2 separate regions of the Columba livia genome follow, and region 2 is linked to region 1. The links are chromatin contacts, called in public Hi-C maps. All regions are on one chromosome and are shown on one strand. The core of a region is the stretch at or near the end of the contact, and the rest is flanking DNA. Distances in the headings are between cores, read along the strand shown.

Region 1 (6,395 bases), core at 1,619-4,118:
TTTACTTTATTCTGATTCCAGATACTGGTCAATGATACATTCATGTACTTTTAATCAAAGATTTATTTAAACCAGACCATGCAAAAAGAGACCAAAACATGTTTTTAAAAGGTTTGACTTAATTTAATATGAGCTAATTTGAAGAGTTTTCTAATGTAACAACTACCATTGTCAGATGCTAAATACATGCAACTTAGAGACAGAGTGTAACTGCTTGAAGGAGTTCATAAGCAGTCTAGCTTACTAGATTAAAAAAGCATTTTACCATCAGAAAAAAGCATATGCTTAATTATAAAATATATAATATATATATACTTACTGATTTGTGGAGCTGGTAAAATCCGTGCAGCTCGAACTGGACCATGGCGGACAGAAAAGAGTTCCTGAGCTTCACCACTGATCTGCAAAGCACACGGATTGTGAACATACCATGTAAAACATATACATGCTTATAAAAATATATGTATTTAGTAGGTAGAAAGACATCGTACAAAAGGTAGGTAAGAAAACAAGCCGGTAAGACCTTGCCATTCTAACCAACCATCTGCAAATTCTCTAGATTTCTCTATATCACAGAAGTCTTGAACAACACAAATTACAGCAAAGAAACGTGTGATACACAAGATACTTGCACTATCTGCATTATGAAGCTCATTTCCAAAGAACCAACAACTGAAAACAGATGCAATGAGACTAAGCCCACAGGCACCATGTCGGCATAAAGTTTTGCCAAACAAGCAGGTTATGGTATCAGACGTGAACGCAATTTGGAACAAGGTTCTTGTGAATCAATGAGCTATAAATCCCAGTCCCTTTTTCTGAAATGTCACTTTATAGTTGTTCGTGTTAACTTTCTGATGTGGGATCTGAAGTGCAGAAGGAAAAAACTACTACTGGTTGACCAAGAAGTCATAAGTACAGTACTTGAGACTCTTTGCTTACTTCCAATCTTAACCCTGAGCCTCAATTTATTAGCGATGCATTAGATAATGTTGGCAGAATCAAACCTACCCCAGTGAAGCACAAGTCTTTCAAAAGATTATTTTGAAAAGACTATTTATTACAAAAGTAGCCTATCAGTAAGCAAACAGAGAATGTAGAGGACCACCGCTTTTCCATATTACACCCAGAATAACGTTCACACTACACAGGCACAGATGAGGAGCGAGTTGAGAGTCTATGGGTGAAAGTTAAAGGGCAGGCTGGCAAGGGTGATACTATTGTGGGCATCTATTATAGGCCACCAGGCCCCTGCTCTGAGGAGCGTGCTCACCAGATTCTACACAGGACAGGAGAATGATGATCCGAAATCAACTCAGTGAAGGTTTGCTGATTGTTCTTGACAGATCATGAGTTTGGAAGACAGTGCGGAGGAAAAAAAAAAAAGCATATAGATACCAACTGCATCCAGAAAAGGCAAATTAGAGGAAAGCAGAGTGCAGCCAGGCAGAAAACGAGAAAAATTAAAGAGAGGAGTAAAAAGATGAAAAAAAAAGATGAAGACAGCAACATGTTTTCTCTCCTTTGGAACACAGCAGCCCTATGAAAAGGGAAAGGAGGAAATCAAGAAGAAGAAAAATATAAGGCTTTCGAACTGTTATTATTGGCAATTAAAGATTTTTTCCCCCAAATCAGGAAAATGCTGTTTCACATGTGTAAGCACAGCAATGGCTCTGAATGAAAACAAGAGGGAAAGGAACTGGTATAACAAAAGTATGGAAGAAGTGATTCACATCGAATAATCCAACCCAACTCAGTCACCTCCTCCTGCTTTTGAACGACGCCAGCACATCAGCACTAACTCCAACCTACTTCAACAACATCTTACAAACACAACCTGGACATGACACGAAAATATGGATGAGATTAAAACAGCAATACTCGACCTATCATAGCTCCATAAAATAACTGTTTTCTTAAGGGATTTTTAAGTTCTATGTCCTTAACTGTTCCATGGAAGTAGGAAAACAGAGGGCATTGGAGTTTGTTGTATGCCATGAATAATTTCAGAGCTTGCTCATTCCTCTGGTTTGCTGGCATTCAAAAATGCATCAGGACTTGAGAGTTGAAGTTCTTCCCTGATATATAATTAACTTTTCTTAAACACCGTCACCAGAAGCTTCTGTTACTTGCAGTCTTCTAAAATTCTGAATTAACTGCCGTTGATGATAACGCTCTTCATTTATCTATGTAAAATATAAAACTCTATTACCATTGCTGAGGGCGCGTGTATCAGTTTTGGCCAAAAGCACCGTGTTCAGGGCAGAGAGGTCATGTAGTCTGATCTTCCCGGCAGTCCCGGCCCTATTGCACTCCTGACACAGCCACGTTTCCCTGGGAAAGGGACATTTATTCCACCAGGAAGCGAAGCGGGAGAAGGACCAAGGCTGAAGCGCAGCCCCAGCGCTGGACGGCGCCCGACTCCATCGCGGGTGAGATGTGGGGCTGGCAGGGACCGGGCAAAAGGCTCCGCATCCCATTACCAGCCCCTTGAGCTGCACAGTCTCAGAAGCATAGACAAAACATAAACAGACTTCACCAACTGAAAACAGAGCTCTAAATTCTTCAGAAAGCACCTGTGAAGGAACGCGGCTGCGGCTGCCATGCTGGATTGGATCCAGCCAAGTAGCGAGTCCCTGCGGCAGCTCTCAAAGCTCTTCAAAGTTTTTCTTTCCCATTCCAAAAGCCAAGGCTATTTCCAAACAGGTTTCAAGAATTGAATATTAAGCTATAAAAGCAGCTTCAGGTACTCGTTCTGCAGAAGAGTGAATCCAAAATGACGGCTCCAAGCTGGTCTGATAGAACATTTCAGCGTTTCCCAGCGCCCGGTATCAAACCACAAAGCCCAGACCTACATGGAAGCTGCGAGCAAAGACGACGCAGAACCCGGCCCGACCAAGTCTTCATCGCTCTCATCAATGACAGATTGAACAAGGAAGAACTCGCTTGTCCACTCAGACGTCTTGAGCTACTGCTTAAAACACGACAGACCAGGAATCTGGAGCACTGGTTAATTTTTGATGACAGAGTTTTATTGTTTGGAGCACACCAGTTTGCAGCCATTAAGAAGGACAGAACAAAGGAAGTTTTGTTCACACTGGGGATAACTAATAGTTTCCGACCATAGAAAATGGTTTTCACATGGTGAAAAGAAAAAAAAGTCAAACATACACCAAACTGAAACAAAGTTCAAAACTCAGTGCTTAAACTACTGTGCAACTCTTCAAAAGCAAAACTGCTTGTTTATTAAAAAAAACTATCAGAGAGCACAGGGAAGAAACCAGGTGGGTCTTTTAAATATTCTGATTTATTTTAAATATGATATAGCTCATAATATGTTATAATATGACAAAAAGCAACCGACAGATACCACCATAGAACACTGATACAACTACGCGGGGTTGAAGGTTATTGCCAGTCATCTTGCTACTGAGTGAGGAAAGGAGTGTAAGTAAAAGGACACAGTGTCATTTGGGTGTAGAAAGTCAACCAGTCTGCTTTTCCATCAAAACAAATCTCTATACTCCTCTAAAGATTTTAGATGCTCAAAGAACGTCACAGACATCTCCTCTAGTGACTGAATTCAGTATGAAACTGCACCTAGCAGGTAAAATTCTGACAACATTAACTGAATTTACAAAACAACGAAAGCCTAGGAACGGTTTTTGGTTTTGTTGCACACGCTTTTTTTTCCACTGCTGTAAGGTAGGATACAAATTAAAAACCAACCAAACGAAAACCAACTTCCAACAGTTGTGCAGTCACTTAATGAGGGCAAAACCAGGAAACGTTTTGCACACTGCCAGCATCTTCAGTGAAAAGATCCAAAGCCTCAGAAAGTTATTTGCATAAGTGTTTATTGTAAAGTCCTCGGCCATTTTCCAGGGTTACTGGGTCGGGTCATTTTCCTGAGGGGCCACTCAAGCCTTAAGAGCAGCCCCCGCAGCAGGTCTGGGCAGAGCAGGGACCGCAGCTCGGCCCACGTGTCTGCGCCTTTTCCAGCTGCAAACGGGGAGAGAGCGACGGGGGAGCAAGGAGACGTGGAAACCCGGCAGACGGGGCTTCCGATGGCCAGTGGAGGGAACAGAACTCACCATATACATCCAGCTATAGGTTCACATACACACACCATCTGCTGTACAACTGCAGTTTTAACTACTTTTAAAAAAACCATAGTATTATTGACAGCAGCATCTAAAGAGATTTAGGGCCTGGCAGTGTGCGATGCCATCGGTGTTCAATGAGCCCTGTGCATTGCAGATTCCCCACGGCACAGTCACCACCGCACGGCTGACACCTCCCTGCAATCTGTGCCAGTGTCCTTATACCACGGCCTTTAAGTATTTTTCACTAAATATACATCTGCATTTGTCATTAAAAGTTCTCTTTAGTAGTTACTAATTTATTCAGCTCGAGCTTGATCATCCTTTATTAATTGTAGTAAGAACCATTAAATTAAGATGATTTTTCTACTTCTGAAGCTTCCAGCATCCAATGATTAAAAATTATCTGCCACAAAGCCAGCCAACATACATTTCCTTGAACAGGAACATCTACAACAGATACTTGGAAACCACATTAGGCAGAAATCAGTTCCAATTGTATTTGAAACACGAAACCGGGAGCAATGGGTAAAAAAAAAAAAACAAATTCCAAATAAAACACAAAAAAAACCCAAATTCCAAATAAAAAGCTATGCTGCACAATTATCAAATAGGAATTCCTTGTCATACTTTTGTATATTCCCAGATTTCTCTCCACTTAGAGAGCCATATTTTAAGACCACTTTTAACCTTCCCACCCCCATTTCCAAACAAAGATCAAAAGCAAAGCCGTTTGGACGGACACCTTCCGCTCCTTAGGCGACACAGATTTTCCAAACCCCGGCCGTGACTCCAGCGCCCCGCAGTCCAAACAGCCTCTCAGCACTAATGCTATCTCCCATTTGCAAGTCACACTTGTGTAGTCAAAGATGTTCCTCCAAGGAGATGTTAATGGGCAAGCACTCAGAGTGCAGAGGGACGCGCTCCTGGAGGCGGCCGCAAAGGTGTTCGGGAGGCAGCGAAACACCATTACGGAGGGTGTCAGCTCAGGACCTGTCATAAACACTTCATAATCACTCAGACGCAAACCCGGCTGCCTGCAACACGTTACTTTATTAAGTGCTGAACTGAGGTTCAATCGTATGAATAAAAAAAACCCAAAAAAAAAAGCACAATGCTGCAGATAATGGCCTTACTGAGTGGGTTCACACATAAATGTCACGTTGTTGCTTTGTCAGATGGAAAGGTTTTAAACTACGAAAATCGTTTTTTTTCCCCAATAACTGGAATGATGTTGCTTTAATTACAGCTAAATACTCTGCAAGATCAACAAGAAAGGTTCATATAATAGCAAAGGACATGTTGAAAAATAAGTAACATCAGGCACTTCATGGCCCAACTTGCAGCTTATTCAGATGCGAGAAGAGGGGAAAGAAAAAGAATATGAAACAGCCACAAACCCAAGGAAAACCCCTCTTTTCCTCTAGGAAACACAGATAAACTCCCTTGTACTACCTGCCTGACAATACCAGTGAGCACACTTGTCGTTTATTAGGAAGCTCCATCCAATTATTTCATGTTTAGTGCAGTGTGCCGTGGGGCAGGAGTTAATGCAGAGCAGGTGACACCCAGGGCATCTCTTCACATCCCAAAGAACTGAGACGACTCTTCCGTTCTTGCTTTCCTTCTACACATAAGATCCCACCCGAGCGGGAGTTTCCCACGGGCACCGATACGGATCGCTCCGACAGAGACCTTCTGTCAGCCAGACACAAAAACTCACTCACAAGGGACAAAGAATTCTCACCTTGCCACAGCGCACGGGCACGTTACACACGGAGGAAAGTAAAACAACCTGTGCTAAACACAAACCTGCTCCCACCCAGTGGCCAGGACAAGGCCCAACACACCGCACTGCCATACAGAACACAGGCATTCGTTTGGATAAGGACACTCCAGCAGGATAAAGAAAGCTGGTTTATCAGAATTCTTTAACTCGGGTCTCTGTGACTACTCACAGGGTCTTAACTAACTGATCAACCTGCACTACAACTCCTGGTGCTGCAGTTGTGTCTCCTCTCTTAGCTCAGGATCTTAGTGACACCTAATGTTTGTTCTCTGTAATACATTCTGAAGAACAAAGCCGTTCCAAACCATTTTAATAATCTGATTCATACACAAATACCAAACTGATCAGGCTTCACGACAGTGTACAAAACTAATCATACACTATGATTGCGTTCTTAGTATTCAAAGTTGTTCCAGTGTAAGGCAGTTTAAAAACCACCACCACAATCCAAAGATAGGTTTGGCTGCACTAAAAATAAAGCCATGAAAATCAGAATTAGACAG
Region 2 (6,395 bases), core at 1,180-3,679, 300 kb before region 1:
TCGTGGAGGCTGGCTCTCCACCTCTGTCTGCGAGACCGGGACAAGTCCCGTCCCAGAATCTGTCCCAGGGATGAGGGGCTCTGCAGGAATTGGGGTCCATGGGAGCTGCTGACACGCTCCCCTTGCAGCACCACCCAGCATCCCCCCAGAGCCAAGGCCTTGCTGCCCAGCATCCCCCCCGAGCACGTTTGGGATGGGGGAGCTCAGGGCTGGCTGCATCCATCACTCTTGAATTTCAGATGCTTCTGAGGCTTTAACAGCCAAACCACCTTCCCCTCTTGTTGCCATGGGGAGAAAGCACATGTGTTTAGCATGTGGAGGAACAGAGGGTACCACTGGGGATACCTGCTGGGATTTACATTGGCTGAACCCCTGTATGTGCCATTTATCTCTTTTAAAGCCATTTTGAGGGTGTCCCTGAGCCCCAACATAGCCTAGGCAGGGAGGACAGCTCTCAAGCTGGAGCAGCACAGGGACAACAGCATCACAGTGCCTCTACCAGGTCATTATTTCCCAGCATGGGGAATTATTTCCCAAAAGTCTTTAACCAATTCTCCTCAGCTGCACAGGATTTTGCACTGACAACACCTTTCTGCTGGGAACCAAGCCAAGACCTCCACAAGGTCATTTTGCAAAGACAATTAGGTAGTCCCTCGACAGCGCTGTCTCATTTTAATTAGATTTTATTTCCAAAGAATTACTGAGCAAGCCAGGCCCAAGGCTGAAGGCAAGGACCATTTACAGAAATCAATGGGAGGCAAAGGACAGATGTACCTGTGCTTATGTCACCAATTACAGTGATGCCAACTTGACGAGGGAAAGCAGCAGCCTTTCTCACATGATTTCACCCATTAATTCTTCAGGCAAAATAAACCCCAGCATGCAGAAGACACACCATCACCACTTCTGCCTGCTTGTTCATGCTTAGATGCCTCAGAGCAAGTACTTGCAGCTTTTTGAGGGGGTCTATAGGTGTCACATGCACATTTTTGGCAGAACCCACAAAGCTGGGGAATAGCACAAAGCCCTTATCGATCTGCAGGACGGCTGCTCCTACGTATTTGTGCACACACACAGAACACATGTAAAGAAAAAGTGAACGTATACACACACAACAGCCCTTAGCAAGGGGAACCACGGTGGCACAGGCAGCAAGGACAGGCTGTGACAGCAAGAAACAGACGGACCAGAGGATGGACACGACAGGGGATACTTGAGGGGCCACTGCTGCAGACCCCCCATCCGGTGAGGTTGAGAAGACAAACCCTGTGGATGACCAGGGGGTGCCACCAGTACGGGCTGCTGCACAGCTACCCCCTAGGGGATGCCCCGAGGAGCCCCGGACCGGCCGCCACCTCCCGGGCACCCCCCGAGAGGCCCCGTCACCGTTTCCCCGCATCTGGCCGCCCCCGCGGCGAGACTGCGCCACCTGGCGGCCGAGCTCGGGGCAGCAGCGGGCACAGCCTGGACGGGGCGGCCTGGCAGAACGTTTTGGAGCCCAAGGCACATCCCGAGGAAGAAAAACCACCTTTTTGGTGTTGTGGTTTGTTTTGTTTTCCCCCCCGCGACCCCAGCGCAAAGCTGGAAAGAAGAGCAGCGGAGAGGGCAGTTGAAAGCCCCGCCGGCTGCTTCTGTCTAGTCGGATGTCCCGAGCAGACACCCACCGGGGCGCGGCCGCGTCTCCTCCCTTCCCGATGTGGCTCCGGGGAAGGTCTGGGAAAAGGCCCGGGCAGGCGCCGCGGGGCGACGGGGCCCGGTTCTCCCTCGCCATCACCCGCCACTATAAACAACCGGAATAAACCGAGAGCCTCCCCTTTCCCCTTTCCCACCCTGCCTCAGAGCAAACGGTGCCTGCGGCTAAGAACCAGCTTTGCATCAAAATAAACAGTTACTTTTTGCCTGATAATATTTGTAACCCCCACAGACACACGCGCAGATCAAAGCAGCTCTGGGAACAGCCTAAACAGCTGCTTCATCCTTCCCGCAGCCCCAGACCATGCCCGGACTGTGCCCCCGGGGAGTTAACGGGCCAGAACCGACTGAGGGAGGCAAAGAGGCCTTTGGGACGCCAGCGCCCATAGAAAGAACGCGGACAGAGATTCCGGGACGGAAAAGCCCTGGAGCAGTCAGGGGGGGCTCACCCGAGCACGCTGCTGAAGAGACAAGCTGTCCTCCACACCGGGGCTCCGAGGACGCCTCATTGGGGTTCAGGACCCTATCCCCGGCGGGGCAGGATGGAAGAGGAGACCACAGCAGCCCCCCCAGCGACCTACCGACCTTGCTCGAACTAGCGGCAGCAGCACAAAATAAGAACGCACACCGAGCAGCCCCATAAATCACGTCCGGCCGCAGGTGCGGAGCCGCTACCCCGGCTGCGCATCCCGCCCCGAGCGCACAGGTGCGGCGGGGTACGCAGGTGTCCTACGCGGCCGGGCCCGCGGGTGCGCAGCGCTAAGAGATACCCGGCCGGGGGGAGGCAGCGCTCCGCAGAGGTTCCCGGTGCTGCCCTTTGTCTATTGATCCGCGATCGGGGGCGGCAGACAGAGCGGCGGCCCCGCGGGTAATTGGGGCTCCAAGGCCGTGACCGCGCTCGCCTCCCTCCTCCCCGCCCCTGCGCGCCGCGGGGGGCAGCGCCGGCGGGTCCCTAATTGGGAGCCGCAGCCGGGGGCTCGGCCCGCTCCGCTTTGTCCCGGCCGGGGAGGCAGCGCGGCGGCAGGCAGGCGCCAGCCCGGCACAAAGAGCTGCTCGCCCCGCTGCCGCCGGGCCGGGGCTTCCCTTCCCCGACGGCTGCACCCCGTGTTCACAAAGTCGGGGCTGGCAGAGGGGCTCAAATGTTCGTTGAAATGTTCCAATGGGGAATCTGAACCTGCCTGTGGCACTGATGGGCCCTGGGAGCCCCCCACATCTGAGGGAGCTCCTGGCACAGGGCAGGAGCCTCGCATCACAGCGTGCCTTGCTTCATAGCATTGCCACCCTCCCTGCCTTTCCCCTGAGGTGTGCAGTGGTTGGTTCCTGTAAACCCCACACCACAGAGACAAAAAGCCATATTTTCCCACTCTGACCAGCAATCAGGGCCTGAGCACACCCAACAAGGTGTCACCACCTCGCTGTCACCTGCCGCGCAACAGTGACCTGACGTGACATGCTCAAGGATACGCACAGGCACAGCGCCAGCAGCACAGCACTGTAGCCCTGGTGAGGGCCCGGCTTGGCCTGAGAAACCACAGCTGGTCCTGTGCAGGGATGAGAGCAGCGGCAGCGTTCCCCTGCACGGGCCTGTGAGATGCGCTGGCCGGTGTTCCTGTTTACAAACACCCGCCCGTGGAGCTGTTCCAGCAGCGCTATTGTGCTGCACAGTGGCTTGGTGGCTAAGTTAGCTGGGGTTTGTCCACGGGGGCCACGAAACCCTTAGGGTAGGAATGCTATTTTTAGTGTCTAGCCAAGCACCTTGTGCATTTAGCCAAAGAAACTCAAAAGCTGCCACTAACACTAGTGAAATCCTCATTATTTGGTGATCTCACCACATTGGTGGAGGCAGCACCTCTCTTACCTGCTGGTTAAACACCAACACCTTCTGCCAGACAGGGATCACCGGAGCACCCAGCACTTCATTCTGGGGACTTGACAGTGACCACAGCACACGGCATGGCCATGCCAGGTTTTGTCGGGTGCATTTCAGGGTGCAAAGCAGCAGAGCCATTTGGGGTGCTGTGCTGGGTGTGCCCTCGCAGGGCCTCCCAGTGCCTTTTCATAGCCGAGGAAAATAATCCCAGCGCAGTGCATGACTAATCAGTAGCTGCTTGTCACACTGTTTGAATAGGGTTTCTCAGAGCCTGGGTTTGGCCACAGCAGGCCTGGAGCAGCTCAGCTCCTGCCGAAACGCCCTGCTGCCCACGCCCCATGCCTGGGGGGAGCCAGGCCCTGCTCCCTGCCTTCCAGAACCATCCCTCGAGGTCACCATCGTGAACCCACACTCTGCAGGGAGCACTTTCCCATCTCTAGTGAAGAGAAGCTTTGTGCTCAATAGGCAGGTTGGGACGCCCTGCCGGCCCCAGTGTTTGGCCCTTGAGGAGGAAGCAACGTTTAAACCTTCATTGTCCCTTGGACCAGGCTGGACAGCGTGGCTGTCTGCAGTGTGCCAGGACAGCAGGAACCTGGCATGAGGCTCTGCCAGCGCTGGCTCTGTTCAGCAGCACAGGCACCATCTCCCTGCTGTGCTTGCTCTAGCCAGCTTAGTCTAAACCCAGCATGGCCAGGAGGGTGGTGGCAAGGGCTGGTGAGCCCTCACACTGGCACATGCTGTGCCCCCTTGCTAAAAGTAGAGCCTGTTAAATTGTTACTCATCTGAGTGATGTTTATTCAGAAATGATCCTACAAGCTTAATTATAGTAACTACACTTCCCTCCTTCTGTTTAAGCAGTTCCCAGCCTGACAGTTCCCCCCTGCACTGACAGAAAAGGCTCTGCTCCTCTGGGGGAGCCACAGTAGCTCCGCTCCAGTCATCGGGGAGCACAGCCCTAGCATCTCCCCTCAGATGCTACCACGATGGGGTGGGGGGTTCCACAGCCCGTTCCCTGCCTGCAGCCACCTCCGGAGTGCTGAGGTGGGGGTCCGGGGGAGCCCGGGGAGGAGCCGCGGCCGCCCACGACCCTCCCCGTCGGGGCCGAGCGGCGGCAGGTGCACGGCGGTTCCAGCAGAGGGCGCCCTGCGCCCGGCGCTGCGCCTCCGCGCCCGCGGGGACGCGCCCCCGCCCCCACCCGCGATTGCGTTCATAAATCTTCCCCGGAACGGGAGAAGGGTAATTGGTGAGGAAAAGGGCTGTTTGCGTCCTCCTCGACCGCGCCCTGCAACGCCCCGAGCGGCTCCGAACGTGGGGGCAGATGTGGGGACCCACAGCGCCCGCCCCGGGGCAGCCCCATCCCCGACGGTACCGCTGTGCCCGGGTCATCCCTTCCCCGCCGGTGCCGACGTGACTAGAGCACCCCGATCCCCGCCGGTACCGGTGTACCTGAGCGTTTCCCGTTCTCGCCGGTCCCGGTGAGCATCCCCGCAGCACGGCGGGACGGTCCCGGCATGCCCGGGCCATGCCCTCCCGGGGCGGCACCGGCGCGCACCCCCGGGCAGTTCCGCTGCACTCCGAGGACGATGCGGGTAGATCCGCATCCGCGCGGGGGTCCCGGCGCCGCATCCTCCCCCGATGCACCCGGAACATCCCCTTGCGCACCCGCTAACTCCTCTGCCCTCCACCTTGCCCACCTGCCGGGCCCCCCTGCTGCGGGACGGCTTGTGGGGCGGGCAAAGGCCTTGAGCGCAGAAATCCCGCACCGGGCTGAGCCGCTGGATGTTCCCCGTCCCCGAAGCCCCCGCAGAGCGCTGCGCCGGGGAGGGCGGCCGCGCACCTCGGGGGATTTTCATCTTTCCCCATCAAACGCGGTGCCCGGTAGCCCGCGCTATGGCCGGGGAAGCCGCCGAGGATGCGCGGCCCCTACCGCCGCTGCGGAAAACGAGCTCCGGCGTGGGCCGGGCCGGCCGCGCAACGCTGCGCACCTGCGGAGGAGCGGCGGCCCCGACGGGGCGATCGGCTCCGGGAAGGCGGCGGGAATGAAACAAGCGGGAGCCGGCAGGACTTCTCCGAGTAGTTTTTTTATTGAAAGATGTGAGAATTCATCAAAACTGGACAGACAGATATCCGAGTAACCAGCACGTTGCAAATCATGTATCTTTTTATTTTAAAACAAATATAGAGCACAGTCCTGTGATATTTAAATTTATTATACTTCTTTTTTTTAATGTTCTGGAGTGAAAAATAAAAACCTGAGGTTTATTCCTGCATTCTCTATACCCCGCACTGTAGCGATATTTTAGTTATGTTTTGGATTCATGTTTGTTGTTTTTTTTTTTCTTGCAAAAGTCCATTAGAGAATTGAAATCTTAGTTTCAATTACTCCAAAAATTTGTTTTAGTGGTGGTACATGATTGTCCTAGAGAACAGGCGGGATGAACAATATTTTAAAACACAGTTAAAGAAACCGATATCTCCTTCAATCACAAAGAGCTAAATAGTTTTCATTTACAATATATATGCTCATGTAAAATGAAAAAAAAAAATAAAAACAAAACTTAAATGCGATGAGTTAAACTCTAAATATTATGTACACACCAATGTACAACTCTGAATAAATTAATACCAATTTGCATATTCTGGGATCCTTATAGCTTATTTACACAAATTACCATTTATTTCATAAATATCTGCCCGGGTACCCGCAGGGCTCCCCCCGCCGTACCAGCTCTGCGCGGCGGCGGCTGCCGAGGCGATTTATTTGCTGTGTTTCCTTTCTTATTTCTTTTAATCATTTTTTCCTCCCTCGCCCCTTGCACAGATGAGGTTTCAA

Evidence for each region. A called contact is a pair of places that touch in the nucleus more often than the background predicts.
Region 2: a Hi-C map of crop shows a contact between it and region 1, with 4 times the contacts expected there. The contact joins the promoter of TBX4 here to the enhancer-like site in region 1. A contact is called at or near these places in 2 of 2 Hi-C or Micro-C datasets (crop and liver).

What each region holds. Positions count from the first base shown.
Region 1 is chr20:2,060,969-2,067,363 of bColLiv1.pat.W.v2, reverse strand. It overlaps BCAS3 (BCAS3 microtubule associated cell migration factor), which reads right to left. Exons shown (of 26, transcript XM_065036752.1): 6 at 320-401. Among named protein-coding and RNA genes, the nearest start is that of BCAS3, 9.9 kb to the right of the region's middle. Within about 2 kb of position 2,868, at least 1 of the 3 cell types and tissues checked has an H3K27ac peak away from gene starts, as active enhancers do.
Region 2 is chr20:2,360,381-2,366,775 of bColLiv1.pat.W.v2, reverse strand. TBX4 (T-box transcription factor 4) reads right to left here and starts at 2,429. Exons shown (of 11, transcript XM_005511931.3): 1 at 2,142-2,429. TBX2 (T-box transcription factor 2) reads right to left here. Exons shown (of 7, transcript XM_065036763.1): 7 at 5,628-6,395.